Linked DNA regions of Vulpes vulpes: region 2 is linked to region 1. The links are chromatin contacts, called in public Hi-C maps. All regions are on one chromosome and are shown on one strand. The core of a region is the stretch at or near the end of the contact, and the rest is flanking DNA. Distances in the headings are between cores, read along the strand shown. Region 1 holds the start of DEXI (Dexi homolog). Region 2 holds the start of NUBP1 (NUBP iron-sulfur cluster assembly factor 1, cytosolic).

Region 1 (4,241 bases), core at 335-2,834:
GTTGTCCCCACTGCCTATGGCACAAACTACCTGTCCCTCTGGCACATCAGAGGTGCTCAACAAATATTGGTAGAGTGGATGAGTGATGGAATGAAGATCCGTTTCATCCTCAGCAGTTGGAGAATTAATGGTCTGCTCTGTAATTCATCTAAAGGGGCAATGAGGGGAGCTTAGGTGGCTCAACTGGTTAATTGCCTTTGGCTCAGATTGTGATCCCAGGGTCCTTGGTTCAAGCCCTGCATCAGGCTCTTTGTTCAATGGGCAGTCTGTTTCTCCCTCTCACTTTTTGACAAATTATTCAAACGTTTATAAAAAAAAAAAAAGTGCGCTCTCTCAAATAAATAAGCAAATCACATCTTTAAAATAAGGGGCAAGGAGACAGTCATGGAGAAATAACGGGCGGGTCTGCTCTCCAAACACATGCGGACCTAGCATTTTCCAGGGATCTTCCTTTTCTCTGGGCCTGGATTTCTTCACCTGTAAAAAGGAATAACACAGTACCCTGCCGCACCTAGCTGCAATTAAGCAATGTATGTAAAGCATCCAGCTCAGCATGACCTGAGATTTCAAGGTCCTTTGCAGCGCCTGGTTGGCTCCATCAGCAAAGCATGCCACTCTTGATGTTGAGGTTGTGAGATCTAGCCCCACCTTGGGTGTAGCGATTACTTAAAATCCTTAAAAATAAATAAATACATACATACATAAATACATACATAAATAAAGGTCTGTTAAACTGCTCTGGAAGGCGCTTTGTGGAAGATCCGTCCCCTGAAGGATACGCAGGGGTTGCTCATGAAAAGGGGAATCAGCGAGTGCAAGACTCATTTTTTTTACGTTACTTTCTGCGTTGCCTCAATGTTTAACCACGTCCTGTTTTTAAACAGGGTTCACAAAGTAAAAACAAGAAGCCACTGTTACAGGTCTGACTTGCCTGGGAATCTCTTTAGGCAGGGGTCCCTGAACCCCATCATGCAGAACCCTCCTCCCCATCCCCCACCCACCCCTCACCTCCCCCACCCTCCCGCAATGGGCAGCCAGAATTTGGAGAGATGATGGAAGCACTGATCAATCTTCCCCATTACGGAAAATCGCCACTTTGGGAAAGTCCGAGATTTTCACGGGTAACTTCACCGCCCCCTCCCCTTTCGCCCCGCCTCCTTTGTGTCAGGTAAACTGAGTCCCGAAGAGGCGTGACGGCATATCCAAGTCCGGGGATGGGGTGGGGTGGGGTGGGGGACTGCGGAGGAAGCTCGGGTTTCCTGTTGGCTTTTGGGGGATACGTCTAGATTTGAACTGCGTTGGGCGTCTTTCCCCTCCCGCGGCTCCGTGGTGGGGGGGGGATTCGCAGAGCCAATCGGATTTGAGACCTGGGCGGAGCCTCCCGAGGGGGCGGGGCGATGAGGCTCCGCCCCCTGGCGGCGCGGGCCAATGAGCGCGGGCGTCGAGCGGGCCAATGAGCGCGGGCGGGGGGCGGCGGGCCAATGAGCGCGGGGCCGCTCCGGGGGCGGCGCTCGGAGGGCGGCCAGGAGGGCGACGCGGCGGCTGCAGCCATGGGCGCTGGGCCTGCGGGGGCGCGGAGGGGGCTCGAGGGACTGCGGGGCGCCGCTGGCGACATCGCCGCGGGGACCGGCCCTGGACGCTGAGAGCCGCGGCGGGGTCCCCGCCGGCGCTGCGAGGGCCGGAGAACGCGAGCCGGGGGAGCCGCCGGCCACCTCGGGGGGTGGGGGGTCGGGGGGGGGGGCCGCGGGGGGTCCCCGCCTGGCCGCGGGGCGGATCGACGGGGCCGAGCGGGTGCAGCTGGGGGTGCGTGGGCCCCGCCGGGCACGTTTCGGGGTCCGGGGAGTGTCCGCTGGGGCCCGGCGCCCCCTGGGTCGAGCCTCCCGGGGCGCCCCTGGATGGCTGAGCTGCCCCTCTGCCGGCCGCCCGGGCGCCGCAGCGGCTGAGGTCGCTGGGATCGCGGGGCCGCCGCCCTCGCCGCCCCCTGCATGCCCGGCGCCCGGGTCGCGGCCCACCTGGACGCGCTGGGCCCCCTGGTCCCCTCCGTGCCGCCGCCGCTGCTGCCCTCTATGTTCTACGTGGGCCTGTTCTTCGTCAATGTGCTGATCCTGTACTACGCCTTCCTCATGGAGTACATCGTCCTCAACGTGGGCCTCGTCTTCCTGCCCGAGGACATGGACCAGGCGCTCGTGGACCTCGGCGTGCTCTCCGACCCCGGCTCGGGCCTCTACGACGCCGACTCGGAGCTCGACGTCTTCGATGGTTACCTGGAGTAGGCTCGGTTACCGTCCTCCCCCGCCCCCGACGACCCGCGCCCCTCGACCTGGACCAGCCGCCCAAATGATGCCGCCGCCGCTGGTTGGGGGCATCGTCCGGCCAGGGATGGGACCCCCAGGACGAGGCCCTCTCCGGCCTCCAATATCTGTAAGTGCCCTCCTACAGATGAGGGTGGGTTAGGGGCGCTGGTGAAGAAGAGGGTGGCATCTCCAGAACGGAGGTGACTCTTCCCGGAGCCTCTGTGTCCACTTCTGATTTCCTCCATCCACCTCCTGGAGGTCTGTTTGGATGCCAGGAATGGCCAGACCCGCGTTAGGCCCTTAGTTGGGGCTGGAAAGCTTTCCCTGGTGAAGGTGACAGTTGCTGAAGACGGGAAGGAAGGCAGAGCAGAAGGAAGGTTGTTTGGGTTAGCCACGTACCTACTGCCACAGCTTATGGAAAAGCCTTTTCACCCAGATCCCTTTGAGGCAGAGCTGTTAGCTCCTCCCTTCTGCCTCAGTCTGGCTTGATGGTGACCTTGGCTTTTTTGGGGGGGGATTCCCATAGCCCCGGAAGGATAAAGATTTAGAGTGTTGGAAAAGGTAGCAAGCCAGGCAGTGACCACCTTTGCCCTGTGGCCCTGGGGACTGGGTGGTGACTCAAGAGCAAGGGCCCTGGCTGAAGCTGTGAGGGGAGAAACATTCAGCAAAAGTCTGTATACTTTCTTTTGGCCTTGGGTTTGCTGCTATTTGGGAGTCGGGTTTCATGGTGCCTGAGCTCGGCAGTTCTGCAGCTTACATCTGCAAGGGCTGCCAGTTTTGCAGGTTGCTTTTGCAGACCAGGCAGGCTGGGGCTGGCTTTGCCTGCAGTGTTTGCAAGGCTTCACGGAGCTCTTGGGCCAGCGGGGAGTAGGGGGGACCACAGGATCTTTGCCCTGAGGTGTTCAAGTCCCGCCTCTAGGTCGTGACCAGGAAGCTGTGTGACCCGCCCCACCTTGTGTGTCAATGGAAGGGAAGGGAAGGTCCAGGAAGGAGAGAGACTTGGCCAAAGTGTCACAGCCAGGAAGAGAGGCAGCTGGACAAGATGAGAGTTAGAGGTAGGCAGGCTGTTGGGTCTGGTGAGGGTTCATGGGACATGTAGGCACTCTTTGGCTAATGCCTTCCACTGAACTGTGTGCAGGGTCACTAGGCATAGGGCCTGAGTGGCAGTGAAGGGAGGACACTGAGGTGGCAGTCCATTTTTAGAAAACAGACACTAATGCCACTTACACACCATGTTACTCAGCAGGCTGAGTTAACTCCTTTGCTCTGTGACCTGTCTTTGCCGAGATGACCGTGGTCTGAGGGAAGCAGGACAGGGCAGGACCTACTGCAGATCCTGCAGTGCTGAGAACTGCAGGATCCCCCTGGGAGGTGGACAGTGAAAATTCTTTAATAAAAGCTTCATTTGAGCTCAGTGAGACCTTAGCAAGAGCCAGGTGCCAGGTGCCAGGTGGAGAGTGTGTCGGCTGTCCTGTATGCCTGCCGAGTCGGCTTGCCTACCTACCTGCCATCCATCCATCCATCCATCAGTACATTCCTTGATTGAACAAATGCTTACTGAGCACAGTCAACAAGAGAAACTTAGCTGTGGGCCTCCTGGCACCTGGCGAGAAAAGACAAGCAGATTTCCAAACAAGATCATCAGATTTTTTTGAGAACCACAAAGAAGGGAAGGGCAAGGACCCTGGGCATCCCCATTGAGTTCTTGCTGTTTTCTCAGCACTTAGAACAGTGCCCGGCATCTAGTAGGTGCTCAATAAATGTCTGTTGAGTGAGCAAAGCGAAAGAATAGAGGTGGGCTGCTTTAGAAAGGGGGATCGGAGAAGGTCTCTCTGAGGAGATGACACATTGGACCTTAGCCCTAAATTGGTAGAAGGAGCCAGGCTGAAAGATTTGGGGGAAACCAGTCAAGGCAGAGGGAATTGCTAGTGCCAAGGCTGTGGGGTA
Region 2 (4,211 bases), core at 303-2,802, 160 kb after region 1:
GTCATGATTTCAGGGTCCTGGGATCGAGTCCCAGGTCCAGCTCCACTCCACGCTCAGTGATGAGTCTGCTTGGGATTCTTCGCCTCTCCTCCCCCTCTTCACCTGCTCATGCGTGTGCATGTGCGCTCTCTCTCTCTTTCAAATGAATAAGTCTTTTTCCTTTTTTAAGTTGGATCCAAGCCCTACGTGGGGCTTGAACTCATGACCCTGACATCAAGAGTTGCATGCTGGGGATCCCTGGGTGGCTCAGCGGTTTAGCGCCTGCCTTTGGCCCAGGGCGTGATCCTGGAGCCCTGGGATCGAATCCCACGTCAGGCTCCCTGCATGGGGCCTGCTTCTCCCTCTGCCTGTGTCTCTGCCAGCCCCCCATCATGAATAAATAAATAAAATCTTAAAAAAAAAAAAAAAAAAGAGTTGCACGCTCTGCAGACTAACCCAGCCAGGTGCCCCTCCTCCACTTTAGATAAGGAAACGGAGGCTCAGAGACCTGAGGACTCTCACTCAAGGTCACCCCGTTTGCAGGACCCAGGAATCCAGCCCCAGTCTCCCGCTCAACTCCTTCAGCATCCTCCCAGCCTCCTTTTTTTTTTTTTAATTTTTATTTATTTATGATAGTCACACACAGAGAGCAAGAGAGCCAGAGACACAGGCAGAGGGAGAAGCAGGCTCCATGCACCGGGAGCCCGAGGTGGGATTCGATCCCGGGTCTCCAGGATCGCGCCCTGGGCCAAAGGCAGGCGCCAAACCGCTGCGCCACCCAGGGATCCCGCCTCCTGCTTTTTAAGATCCTTTAGGCGAGTTCCCAGAGCCTTCCCCATCCTGCGACTTGTCCTTCACCGAACTTATCACTGCGATGATTTCCTCGCTCGCTCAGTTATTTATGGAGCGTCTCCCTATTAGCTTAATATCGTTAGGGCAGTAACCCTGTCTCACTCACAGCTGTAACCCCAGCGCAGAGCACTATGCTCAGGAGAAATCAATACGTATTTATGCTAAGTGAGTGAGAAAATCGCTCCTTTTCCCAAAAGAAGACAATTTTGTCTAAATAATAAGCCCGAGCAAACCCCTAGTTCAAGGTCTATAAACCCTATTCTCCAGCCGCGGGGGCCCCTGTCACTCAAACCCCTAGCCCCGCCCCTCCTGAGATCCCATTGGACTCCACGCCAGTCACTGATACTTCAGGCTCCGCCCCATCCCGCTACTTCCCTCTGTGCTTTCCCACTGCCGGTCTCCTCCCGGTCCCGCCTCTTCCTGGCTGGCGCCCTTCACTTCCGGTTCAGGCCTTGCCCCTTCCTCACCTGGGTCGGGAGCCGCGCCGGCTCCGGAAGCGCAGAGCCGCTGGTTGGGGCAGCCCTGACATGAGGCCCCTCGGCCCGCCTGGGCGCTGCCGGTCCCGGGACAGCCTGCGTGGTGACAAGGTCACAGTTAGAGTGGCTCCTGTCCCTTCAGCCCCACCACCCACGCCCCCCTCCGTGCGCTCACCCTGAGGCACCTCCTCCATTCGGCCGCCTTCGACGTCTGCGCGGTCACCGGAACCCGCCCTTACGTATTTCCGCCTCCCGGCGCCAATCTGACTCTCCAGGCGCGCCAAATAAGTCTCGGAAAGGGGGCTGTGCGCACGCGCGGACTTCGTCAGGTGCTTGGGAGGGGGAAGGGGACTGGTCTTTAATTTCTGTCCCGGTTTAAACTGAGCTGCCGAGAGCATTCGTCAATTATTCAGCACGGAGCTCCCGGGAACACGGGCGTTATCCTACGCGACACGTCCATGCCCTTTCATACCCAAGAAATTTGATACCGATGCAAAGTTATTAGCTAAAATAAACTTTATATTCAAGGTTACTCAGCTGTCCCAAATAAGATCTGCTCCCCCCACCCCCACCCCCACCCCCATCCTGGATCCAATCAAAAGTCGCACCTTCCTTTGTTCTCAGTGCCTTTTAATTCAGAACAGTCCTCTTCTCACCACCCCTTACCCTTTTTTGGGGAGTGGGTGGAGGGTCATCCTTTAGGACATGGATACATTTGGATATGGTGTAGGCCAATTGCCTTATAGAAAACCCACCCCAGTATCTTAATTTGTCTGATTCCCTGCCTCATGATTAGATTCAGGTTAAGAGATTCTGGCAGAAGGTACTTGACGGATGTGTACAACTGTTGTGCCACGGCCAGAGGCACAGGACACCAGTGGGTCCCATCCTCGACCACTTGGTGAAGGTGGCGTCCGTCCCACCTCTGCATCGGATGGTCCACTTTTCCGTTTGTGACGAGGAAAGAATCTGAAGCGATTCGTTGAGATCATGGGAGTATCCTGTTCATCAGCCTTGCGCTCAGCCTCATTCTGGCCTGAATCCGTTCTAGCAGTGTTTCCAGAATTGTGCCTTCGGATGAGAACACAGAATGTTTGAACTTCCTTCCTCAGGTCACACAGCTCCTAGCGAGGGAGCCAGAGTGATGAACCCGGGCTGTCATCCGTGATACGCAGTGCCAAGTGGCCGTGTGCGAGGTGCTGGCGCCACCAAACCGCCCCGAGTCCTGTCGTCCTGGCACCTAGCCTGGTTGGGGCAGCAGATGACGAAGCAGGTAACTACAGCTTTACAAAGGCTACGACACGAGACAACCAGGGCGATTCCTTAAAGCCGAGGGAGGGACGGGGTGGTGGTGGGGAGGACATATGGTATTTCAGACGGAATGAACCAGCATGAACAAGCCCAGGGGTCAGAGAGGTCAGAGAGGAATTCACCTGCAGGGACTTTTGTGACCTTAGTTTGCAGGTAGGAAGACAGGGTCACCAAGAATGACTTGCCCAAGGTCTCAGAGCTGGAAAGCAGCATAGCTAGGGTGCCAGGAAACTCTGATGTAGGGCCTGGGCTCCTGACCACTATGCCGTACACTGGGAGCAGGATGCACATTATCCTCCTTTCACTGAAGAAAGTGAGGCTCAGAGAGGTTAAGCAGCTTGCTCAGGGTCTCACAGCCAGAAGGCTCCACCCAACTCTCCTGACCATAGGCTCTTTCCTCCCCACCCTCCCAGCCACACAGTAGGGACCCGAGGCCTGCCCGCTTCATGTCCTCCTGAGGTCCCCGCAGACATTTCCGGCATGTTCCCGCCAGCTGTCTTCAGCAGCAGTGCCACATTAGAGCCCTGCAGTCTCTGATTACCCAGGGGACCCTTCCACTCAGCAAGTCTGTCTCCTCAGTAGCAGGGAAGAAAGATCTTCCATTCTTCAGTCTCTCCCTCACTACGCACTCCTCCCCACAAGGCTGTAAACGATCACATTCTACACTAAGAAATAAAATCAAATAAGCCTCCCCTCAGCTTTGCTCCCATCTCTCTCCCACCATCCCCGGCCAAACTCCTGTCTCACCTGGGATAGAATTTTCCACCTGTGGTCGTGCGAGCAGTAGGGCAAGCACGAGGCTGCAGAGCAGATTCCCAGGCCCATCCTGACCTCCTGAGTCAGAAATTCAAGGGCTGGGCTGGGGAATGCGCATCTTTACACTCTCACCAGATAGCAGTTCTGTCCACTAAAGTTTGAGAACCACTTCTGAAGAGGGGTGCGCCTCAAAACTCTGTCCTTGGCCCACTCGTAGGCACACTTTCCACGTCCTTCTGGGGTGAGCAGCTTTAGGTCCATGGCATCATCCACTATCCATCATGAAGTTCCAGCCCTGCTCTTCCTAGTTCAGCCGCCACCTGGCGGATTTTACCACGTGGGTGCCTCTCCGGCGGTAGAGGCACACTCCTCTATCCACAACTCCTCCCTCAAACCCTATTCCTCCTTCTGGAATTCTTATCTTAGAGAATGCTACTGCTCTACGAACTCGAGTCTAGAGTCTAAGCATCAGCCTTGCTTCCTTCTCACCATCTCCCCTGTAGCAAGTTAGCAACTCCCCATAACAAGTCACCCCCATGTATGTATGTTCATAGTGGTTAAAACAACAATGGTTTATTATTTCTCAGGAGTCCTCTGGTTTTATCTGGGCTCGCTCACGTGGCACCGTCCACGGGGGAATTGAGTAGGAGATTCTCATTTTCACGTGTGCCTTAGTTTCCCTCCATGTGGCCACTGTCTCTCCATGTGGTCTCCAATCATTCAGTGGTTTAGCCTGAGCACCTTTATGTGGCAGCTAGACAAGGTCACTTTCTCACATCGTACTGGTCAAAACAAGTCACGGGGCAGCCAAAAAGAGGCCACATGTAGATGGACGAA

The links. A called contact is a pair of places that touch in the nucleus more often than the background predicts.
Region 2: a contact with region 1 is called in a Hi-C map of skeletal muscle, with 3 times the contacts expected there. The contact joins the promoter of NUBP1 here to the promoter of DEXI in region 1. A contact is called at or near these places in 2 of 3 Hi-C or Micro-C datasets (both in skeletal muscle).

The regions. Positions count from the first base shown.
Region 1 is chr3:106,675,378-106,679,618 of VulVul3, forward strand. DEXI (Dexi homolog) reads left to right here and starts at 1,585. Exons shown (of 2, transcript XM_026003110.2): 1 at 1,585-2,421. The coding sequence starts at 1,986. The coding sequence ends at 2,273.
Region 2 is chr3:106,836,720-106,840,930 of VulVul3, forward strand. NUBP1 (NUBP iron-sulfur cluster assembly factor 1, cytosolic) reads right to left here and starts at 1,553. Exons shown (of 11, transcript XM_026003106.2): 1 at 1,483-1,553; 2 at 1,299-1,403. The coding sequence starts at 1,501.